2 separate regions of the Mus musculus genome follow, and region 2 is linked to region 1. The links are chromatin contacts, called in public Hi-C maps. All regions are on one chromosome and are shown on one strand. The core of a region is the stretch at or near the end of the contact, and the rest is flanking DNA. Distances in the headings are between cores, read along the strand shown. Region 1 has its middle 60 kb from the start of Gm25391. Region 2 overlaps Col27a1 (collagen, type XXVII, alpha 1).

What was found. Hi-C and Micro-C count contacts between places; a contact is called where the count stands out from the background.
Region 2: a contact with region 1 is called in a Hi-C map of muscle stem cells, with 2.3 times the contacts expected there. The contact joins two enhancer-like sites. A contact is called at or near these places in 1 of 39 promoter capture datasets (hippocampal neurons), 10 of 484 Hi-C or Micro-C datasets (B cells, bone marrow-derived macrophages, cerebellar granule neurons and 6 more) and 3 of 9 other capture datasets (adipose tissue, embryonic stem cells and pancreatic islet).

The regions. Positions count from the first base shown.
Region 1 is chr4:62,877,029-62,882,042 of GRCm38.p6, reverse strand. No RefSeq gene overlaps it. Among named protein-coding and RNA genes, the nearest start is that of Gm25391, 60 kb to the left of the region's middle. Within about 2 kb of position 3,007, at least 39 of the 459 cell types and tissues checked have an H3K27ac peak or open chromatin away from gene starts, as enhancers often do. A contact at or near this core is called in muscle stem cells, where this site is marked.
Region 2 is chr4:63,314,060-63,319,073 of GRCm38.p6, reverse strand. Col27a1 (collagen, type XXVII, alpha 1) reads right to left here. Exons shown (of 61, transcript NM_025685.3): 40 at 4,348-4,401; 41 at 3,459-3,512; 42 at 1,690-1,746; 43 at 1,534-1,587; 44 at 1,037-1,090; 45 at 759-812; 46 at 100-153; 47 at 1-24. Among named protein-coding and RNA genes, the nearest start is that of Orm1, 28 kb to the left of the region's middle. Within about 2 kb of position 2,858, at least 81 of the 459 cell types and tissues checked have an H3K27ac peak or open chromatin away from gene starts, as enhancers often do. A contact at or near this core is called in muscle stem cells, where this site is marked.

The DNA.
Region 1 (5,014 bases), core at 1,758-4,257:
CACTGACTGCTATGCCCCTCCGTCCATTAGGGGGCGCCTGCCATTTTCCTCCCGCGTCAGAGTGCTTGGGACAAATGGCTCAGTATCAAGGCACCAGTGGACCGTGATACGTTTCTCCACCAAAACATTGGGTACACTGCCAGCAATGAGCAGCCTTCGAGTGGACCATGTCGTCTTGTATTTGAAGCCTTCCAGTGTCTCTTGCTTCTCCTGGGAGATAGTCTCAGATTCAGTAGGGAGGAACTTTCTGTGGCTTGGCTTCCGGTTTAGCTCTCGAGACTACTACTGTTCTCAGTTCTGTCCCAAGCACTAAGAACTGCCTGGACTCTCTCAACCTTTTATACATGGAGCTAGTTTCTTTTCTTTCTCTATTGTGTTGTGACACAGCCTGGGCTCTCACTCTGATGTTGGCTCTGTGCTGCCTGGACCATGAAGTCATCACTAGAAACACGAGGCAAACAAACCTCTTTGTTTGATGCACTACTCAGCATCAGGTGTTCTGTTATAGCAACTGAAAACAAGGTAAAACACCGTGGCACAGATGGCCATTATATACTTTCTTGTTTTCCCTGTTTGGGTGCCTAGTTTTTGTACCATCCTATCCTGGACTGTTCTTCTTTGTATCAAGTATTTGATGCAGGTCTTGTGCATAGGAGACAAGTAATATATGAGTGAAAACATACCATACATAATTACAGATCACACAGCACTCAGGCTCAGGAATGGTGTTGACTGACTTGGGCTTTCAAGTTCTGGTTTCAGATCTCACATATACCTACACCATTAAGAAGAAGCCAGGGTATTCTAGTTTCATTTCTGTTGTGTTGATAAAATATCATGACCAAAAACAACTTAGGGAAGAGAGAGGATAATTTCAGCCTAGAATTCCTGGTTACAGTCTCCTACAGTAGGGAAGTCAAGGCAAGGACTTCAAGCAACTATTCATATATCACAGCCATAGTCAAACTCAGAGAAATAGATGGAGGCATGCTTCTTTGCTTCTTTGCTGTGCTTAGCTGGATTTCTCCACTCATACAGTTTAGGACCATCTGCCTAGGGAATGGTGCCACCCATAGTAGTCAGGGTCTTCCAATATCAACTATGTTAATCAAGGCAATCCCCCACAAACAGGCCCATAAGCCAACTTAATGTAGACAATCCCTCATTGAGACTCTCTCCCTAGGTGATTTTAGATTGTGTCAAGTTGACAATTAACCATCACATCAAGGTAAGACTCACCTATTATCCTCTGACTCCCAGACAAAGAGATCTTAAAAAACTGGCTCACCTGCTAGTGGATAGATGGAATTCAAAATCTGAAGATGAGAACAGTGAGCTGGAGACCCTGGAAACTGTTCAAATTCAAAACAGTTTGCTGGCAGAATTTTTTCTTCCTTGGAGTAACCCTCCTACCCCTGCAGAGACTTTCAATGGATTGGATATAGTCCATTCTCACAGTGAGGATATTCTTTAGTCAGTTAGTGTAAATGTTAATCTCATCTAAAAATACCTTCACTGAAAACAGCTAAACGATGTGTGACCAAATTTCTGCATATTATAGCCCAACCAGGTAGATATTTAAATATAATTAACTAATTATAGAGGTTACCAGGGAATGGGGACAGAGTTAGGAGAAAAGAACCCATTCAGTTCGGCTCATAGGACCACTCTGAACTCCAGAAATGTCACAGCTCAGCAGATTGCCTGGAAGCCTTAAGGAGGTGTTTGCTGATGTCCTCTGTGTCTCATGAGAGGGGACCTCACTGAGGGTGCCAAGCTGGAATAAAACATATGGCCCACAAAGGACTTTAATGAAGAAGATGGAGATGATGTGGTGGTCCTTAGTCTAGAGCATCCACCATGGACCGGGTGGAATGGCAGTTCCCCAGTGAGTGGAGAAAGAAGCCACTGAGGAGCCAGTGTGGTGCAGATTCCCAAACAAAAGTTTATGTCAAGGATCTGAAACTACTGGGAATATGAATGTTGCTAGTAACGTGCTCCTCACTCTGTGTTCAAAGGCCCTGGAAAGACTGAATGCTGGGATTGGTGCCCTCCTCCACTGGAGGCAAGATCCTAGTCTCTGCAGGGAGGCAGTGGCAGCAGATGCTTACTCAGCCTCCCTTCATAAGCCCTCTTTACAAAATCCATACTGTTTAAACACAGCTAGTTCCCAATATAGGTTCCGCGGGCAGCTGTGAGAGCCCCATCTTCCAGCAGGGGAAACTGAGGCCCTAGAGGTTAAACGGTTGCCCAACATCATCCTACTTGCAAGCTCTCTGGGGATCAGCCTGCTCCATCCCACACCAGCCCCTCATCAGGTTCACTCTCCAAGACGAAGCCAGACATTCAGTATTTTCTCGACTACCCAAGATCCACATGACCCAGACAATTCCCTCTTTTGTGCCTCAGTTTACCATTACAGTATAGACTAATGATCCTTACTTCCTAGAAGTGTTATAAGAATCAGTGTGATCTTGGATACAAGGTATGTGATACACGGTTCATTTGTTGTCAGTAAATAGTGGCTATTAATAATCATAGCAGCATAACTATATGGAGGGGATGGCTCTCCAGACACCACAGTGGGGTCACTTAGGCCTGGGCTTTTCTTACGGTCTGAAGTGTTACATACAAGCCCTTGTACTATCAGCTGCTGAGTGCTACTTTGGGGGCACTTTGGAACTTTCATACATGGGGCCTAGTGGAGGACAGACACTGAAGGTTATAATCAGACCCTGGTTCCCATTGCCTTCTGTGCTTCCTAGTGCTTTATGGTCCAAATAGCCTCTGTCGCATGCAGAAACCACCCAAAGCTGTTCTGCCATGCCTCTCCTACAACAACAGGCTGAATCCATGGGCCAACATAAACTGTTCCTCCCACACAATACAGCAGCATTAGAGCAGCCAACTCTCTTGGTTTGCCAATCTCTAGTCATCACGGGACCTAAACTGGCCTGTCTCCATAGGGCTCCCTTGCTTGCCACAGTGCCTGGCAGAACTTACTGGATACTTCGCTGATGACACAGCTCCTCATTTAATTGTCACAAAGCTTCATGAGAGGAGCCTAGTCATCACCCCCACTGGGGAAGCAAGAAATGGCCTAGGAAGCTTGGAAATCTCACTTTAAAGCCATCAGTGAGAATAGGCAAAGATCGAAAGGCTAATTTTCCTTTCCCAGAACTGGTCCCAGCACAGCTTTGTCTAAGAAACCCTCCTGGACTCTCTCCTCTACCCCACCACACATTGGGACCTCGTATGGCTGCCGTTGCCTTGCTGCTGGCTAGACATACTTCCAGCTCAGGACTTCTAATGCCCAGCTGTTTCTCTGCAGCCTAGAGTAGGCCTGGCCCCAAAGCCCTCAGTGACAGGCTCAGTGGTTTCTGAGAGAACTCGCTGACATGGAGAGTGGCTGGGGTCTAGCCAGAGAGTTCAGGACTAGAGCATTTACCGTGCTAGCAAACAGAGGGAGGGGCATGGGAAGCTGGGCTTTCCCTGGTGAGGGCAGGTCTCTCAAGGACCACAAACTGCTTGGGCCTGTGACTCTAAGTCCCGGGGAGGCTGAGGCAGGAGGACTGCAGGTTCAATGCCTACCTAAGCTATAGAGTAACTCAGTGACCCTGTCTTAAGAGTTCAGAAAGAGGCTGTGGCAAGAGAGAGCTTGCCTGGCATGTGAGAGGCCCTGGCTTCCATCCCAGCGTTAGAAAGATGAGGAAAAAAATCTCCACGTTCCCCGACACACCTCAAAATGCTTAAGCACTTGCTCTTTCAGGGGGCACAGGAAGGAGCCCTGTTTTCCCTTGGGTCACATCGCCTTCATGTGCTCTGTTGCTGGTGGGGAAGCACTTGGCCTGTGGCTTCAGAAAACACAGCACCAAAGAACCCAGCTGCTAGGTCAGTCGTGAAGCAATGGGGCTGGTCACCCTGATTTAGTGTCTGTATCCATGAGGACGAGGAGGGATGACATTACAGGGAGCACGCAGAATACAGTCCTCCCTACCCCCAAGATCTCAGGGTGGGGAATGCTTACACATCCCCTTTCCGATTTGTAACCAAATGTAGTTAGAGGATGAGCACTTAGTGAGGGACTAAGTCAAAGAGACTCTTGTCACATGTACTTTCCCTTGAGCTTCTCACATCAGAGTCTAAACCTTGGCTATCAAAATAGAAAGAGAGAGAGAGACAGAGACAGAGAGATAGAGACAGACAGACAGACAGACAGACAGACAGACAGACAGACAGAGAGGTGCATATGAAGGTCAGAGGACAACTTCCCTGTCACAATTGGTTCTCTCCTTGCTGGGAATTGAACTCAGGCTGTGTCAGTCTTGGCAGCAGACGCCTTAACCCAGGAGCCTGTCCCCTGTGCTCAGATGTTAATTGTTTAGGCTCCTAGCCTTAAAATCCAGGAGGAGGTTGGTTTCTCACTTGAGTCATGGAAAGTCCTAGGTTCATGTTCTGACTTAGACTTCAGTCCCTCAAGGGAAGAATCTATTAAATGATTCATATTTTAATCTTTATCCACTCTAGTGCTGATTGAGCCCCTGACATGGCAGCATGAAAATGGTGGCCCCTGAAGTGTGGGGCAGTCTTAAGAGATGACTGAGAAAATCTACTTCTCACCCTGTGCCTTGTGGTATATGTGTGGCAGATGAAGATTAGCAAAAACGAACCTGGTGACAGAAAAAGTTATGGTGATTAGTCATCCCTGTTTGCCTAGGACTTGCCTGGGTAAGCCAGGACTGGCTTAGTGGCCTCTGATGGCTGGGATGAATGGCTGTAGCTGACCGGCCAGGGTGGCTGGCCCTGAGAAACTCTGGATTATTTCATTTAAGCTTCATGGGAGCCTGTGAGGTGTAATAATTACTCCCATGGTAGAGCCATACGCTAAGGCCTTAAATCAGGGAGCAGAGAGGACTCAGCAGCTAGGAGCTCACACTGTTCTTGTTCTCGACCCGAGTTCAATTCAGAGCTCTCATTCAGGGAGCCTCACAACCGCCTGTAACTCCAGGGAAAC
Region 2 (5,014 bases), core at 1,609-4,108, 440 kb before region 1:
GGGGCCTGGCAGTCCTTGAAGGCCCTGGAGGTACAGAAGAAGCTGGTTAAACCTTCTCAGGAGAACATAGAAGGTGACAGAGAAGCTATGGCAACTCACCTGGGTCCCCCTCCGGCCTGATGGCCCAGCCTTGCCTGGCTTTCCCTTTGGGCCCTAAGAAAGCAGATGTAAGAGATATACATTAGCAGGAAGCACTGAGAGTTGGTGTGATCTACCAGAGAGCCACGTGCCTGAAAGCCCACGGCTATGGCCACCCCCAGGTCACCCAGGGCTGTCCCTGCTGCACTGGGTCCTGACTTCCTTCTTTGGCTCCCCTGTTGCTAAGACTTTCCAAAGGCTCCCTGAGCCATTTTAGACTCGATCATGGGTGTCCCTAAGGAGTGTGGGCCCAGGGGGCATAGTGAGGAAGGTTTATATCAGGCCTACAGGAGGGAACACAGGGGCCTGGGGTCCACAGCAAGGAATGACTCCTCCATGACCATTTTGTCTCTCCTTGTCCTTCATCCCTCAGCTGGCTCCTCCCTCTTCTCACTCCTTCACTGTAGCCCAGCAGAGGTGTGGGCTGAGTTCTTGGCTAGGCCAACTTCTACTCAGAGGCTGATCCCCCTCAGCCCCTGTGAATGGCTGCAGAGCCTGGGAGCCTGGGGAGGTGGAACCTTCCAGCCCTTGCCTTTGCTGACTGTGTGAGCCTAGGCTAGCTGAGGCCCCTGCCCCAGGGGCTCAGCCTTCCCCCGCCCCCTGAAGTCCAGCCGTCTCACCTCTTCGCCTTTTGATCCTTTGGGTCCTGGGCGCCCCCGGGGTCCTGGATGCCCCTGCAAACCAAGGTGAGGTGACTCAAGGCAGCTCCAGGCCTCTCTCCTGGGGAGGGTGGCCAGTCTCCGCCTGGAGGGGGACGGGTGAGGAGGGGTTTGGGGGTGCAGGCTCTAGGGAAGCCCCCGAGCTTCCTCATGTCCTCCTACAGGGCAGATCCTTCTAATTTTTAAAGAGCTTGTTTCTGATGCTCCACCCTGCTTATAGCAGAAGACACAGGACTCACAGGCTGTCCCTGCTGGCCCGGTTCTCCACGGAGGCCTTGAACTCCCTCTTGACCCTGAAAGCGAAGGAGAGACAGGTGAGGGCCCCTCAGAAGTGGCCGGGGAATCCGGTGGCCACATCATTGACCCTCTAAGTCCCGCTTGAATAGAGGGGAATGTAGCAGTTGCTTCTGCTAGGAAGACATAAATGGGGAAACTGAGCCAGCCCCGTCCCTTCACCCCCAAGAAGAAGTCATTACACAGGACCATGCTGGAAGGAAAGTCAGCCAATCTGTTAGTTGTGTGGATTGTTTCTGTCCCCAAAACCTTCAGGAGAGGACCCTCAGGAGAGTCTGGGTCTTTCCTTCATGGTATTAACCTGGTTTCATAGTGGGCTGCTTTCTGCTCCTTATGACTAGTGAAGAAAGGCAGGCAGAGGCAGGAGTCTGTGTCCAGTCCAGACTGGCTTCCCCTTTCCCACTATCTCTACACTCCCCAAAGGTAGAGCTCTGATACTTACAGGGTATCCAGGGTCGCCTGGCTCCCCACGGTCTCCTCGATCACCCACAGGACCCTGAAGGACAGGGGCAATGGATAACCATGAGCCACCCATTCCATGGGTTCTCAGCAGCCTAGCCCTGACCCGCAGGCCAGGGGGAACAGAACGGGAACTTACCCGATCTCCTGGTGGCCCAGGGGGCCCCTCGGTCTTGCCATCCTCGCCCTGGTCCCCCTGTGGACACCACAGAACCAGCATTAGGCAAAGGCCACTCTGGGAGTTAGTGAACTGCAGGCGGGAAGGTGCCTTCCTCAGGGATGAAGGCCAGCCTCCGTAGGCAGGCAGACTGAGACCAACGGTCAAAACTACCATTGTAGGTAATAGTGGCAACAGTGTCCACATGCCACATGGACACTTAGGGCAGGCTGAAAGAGGAGCAGAGACTACAGTGGAGACCTGCGGCCACGGCAGGCCACCTTAGGCCCTGGCCCAACTGTAGGATGAGTTCTTGGCAGCTTTGCAGATGGCTGAAATGCAGCTGCACAGGGCAACGGGACCTCAAAGTCTCCGGTGGGCACTTGAGTTGACCAGACAGTCTTTTGTTAGGCATGCCAAGATTCATTTTATATATTGTCTTGCAGATTCTACAGCAACCCTGCAATGTTTCCCTCACCCCCACTTTATAGACTAGGGAAAGGAGGCGGAGGAACCTTGTGACCCCCTCGCTCTGGCCACTGGTATAGACAAAGGATCCTAGCCACAAGTACAGACTGGACTCACACTCTGGGTCGAGTTCTGGCTAGAGGAAGAGGGCTCCGCAGCACCCTTTACCTGCTATCTGGGAGCTGGCCCTTACGCACCAAGAGGCTGGGTTCACCCACCTGCTCTGTACAGCAATGACAGGGAAATCCTGGGAAAAGAGCAGGACTTCCACAAATCTCCCTTGCAACCCATTCCTCCCCCCAGCCCTGGCCAGTCTGTGGCCAGCTGTTCATTGTGGGGCACTCATGAGCCACAGAGCAACAATGAGCTATGCATGTGACAGCAGTCTTACTGCATTATGTCACTTAGTGATGTCATGGCCCTCTACTGTATGCCAATCCACATTGTGGGGATTGCCTCTGACCCTAGGTAGTGGCACTTGGGGTGCTGTCTCCACCTGGCCCCAGAGTTTGTGTCATCCCTGGCAGCTTTATGATGGCTAAGGAGAGCAGAGGGTCTGAGTGTGCTCCCTACAGGCTCTCAGGGACCATGCCAGGGCCTGGGACGCTAGACTTGTAGATCTGTACTCATGCAGGCAGGAGGAGGGGCTGGAGGACAGCACGCCAAGTCAGTGTGACTCACCACAGCGGGACTTAGTTAGTGGGAAGCTGAGTCGGCAAAAGAAAGGACGGTTGGGGAGGCCAGGGACAAGGAGGCAGGGATGCAGCCTGCTAGGAAGCCTTCCAGCCACGAGGAGGGAGAGGACCGGAAGGAGGAGGAGGAGGGAGGACAGGGGAACCCAGAGTTCTGGTTCCAGGTCTACTGGGCATTGCTGGAGATGTGACCCAAAAGCCATTCCTTATACCTTCGGGCCCTCATGCGCTCCTTGCTGTGAACAGTGTTCACACCCAGCCCAGCTTTCCCTGCTGCACCTCCCCATAGTTTCTTCCAATTCCAGAGCCCTAATGGAAGGGCACACATCCCTGGGGCCCTCCTCCTGAGCCTTCTCCTTCTTCTGTGTCCCTCCTCCCCACACTGAGTGAGTTCTCCCTGTGTAGTTCCAATGTCCCTTTCACAAGCATAGGGGAGTAACAGGGACTTGGTGGTGGCACAACTGTTCATTTCTGCCAGGTGACCCTAAAGCCATGAGTGCAGGGATACTATGTCCTGCACCATGTGACCCCATCCCCATAGCCCCAGAGCTGACCTTGACTCTAGCTACTGCTTAAAGATGCAATACCTACCTTCTCGCCTTTGGGCCCGGGAGGCCCGAGGGGTCCTGTGATGCCTTTGTGTCCCTGTAGGCAAACAAAATGGAGGGAACTGAAGAGAATTTGAGGATATGAGAGACAGATGACAAAGGACGGGGACTCAGAGACGGGGACATGGGACAGTATAAGAGGATCCCACCCCCGCCCTGCACCTCTCCGGGCCCTGGTTTTCCAGATATGCCTGTTGATCCCAGACACACTTCCAATCCTGTGCCAACTTAGATAATAGAGCCCTACTGTGGTGCCCTGGGGGCAAACTGGGGTCCAAAGGAGGGGAAGCTACCTTGGCAGAGTTATGGGAAAAAGCCATCCTGCTATGGCAGGCAACTCTGAGCCTCTGTAGTCCCTCTAGAGTCCTCCCTGCCTCTCTAGTCCTCCATCCCCTCTCATTTGTTCTTTCTTTTCTCCCTTCTCTCTCTCCTGTCTGTCTCCTGCAGTCCCTGAGTCTGGCAAAGGCCACTGAGGCTGGGTGTGGTCTCCACTCCCAAAAGCACTAAGCTGCCAGACCTGGCCTGCGCATGTGTTCTCTAACGGCTCTGAGCCCTCATTCCTTTCTAACCAAGCCTGTCCTTTCTGAGCCTTCATCTCCTGGATGTGCATGGAGGTTCTGGGAACACGATGCTCTCTCTTTAGGGACCTGCACCCGACCAGCAGGGAGCCTCTAGATCTCCAGTGGGTACTGGAACTCTCTCTGCCCCATCACTCTAATTTTACCCTTGCCTCCACCCAAATCTAAGGGTCCAGGAGTTCCCTGAGGCTATGGGACCCACATCGCCCGTCTCTGGTGAGAAGGACTGAGTTCAGCATGCAGGAAAAGTTCCAGAGGGTGAGGAGGAGATTCCCCTAAATGTGTGTCACTTACATTATAACCGGCCAATCCTGGTTCTCCTTGGGCTCCCATCCGTCCTGGAGCACCCTAGAAAGAAGAAGACCCTTGTTGGTATATAGTACACTTCCCGCAGTGGGAACATGATAGTGACTCCTTCCCCTGGCTCCAGCCACTCAGCTCAGCAGCCTTGCACCTATATGATATCTTGAACCAAGGCGGACAAGGTGAAAAGCAAGAGGCCTCCTCCCAGGCCCCTACCTCCCTAGCCCTCCCTACTCTATGCTCCCATGGTTTATAAAGATGTAGGTGACATTTTTTCAGACCCTTAATAGCTGTCTGAGCTCAGCTGCTATTACTGCTTAAACTTCTGAGACTTCCTGTTAAATAAGTATTATTAAGAAGGGGCCTTTTCCTACTCTGCTTCTTCCAGCAAACTGCTACCCATGTTTGCATTACCTGAGCCTGGATTCCAGGCAAAGTGCCATCTAATGGACACTCCTGTGTATCTCCCCAGCTTTTACCCTGTGATGACACACATCGCAGGAAGCCACCACTGAAAGCTTTCATACCATATGAAAGGGTACTACTGCTCCATTTGCTCAGAGATGCCACGACCCTACCTCTGCTCCGCGATGGTGTCCTCTCTCATCTCAGCTCTCATACACGTGGATCTCTGCCTCAGGATAATCTAGCAGGGCCC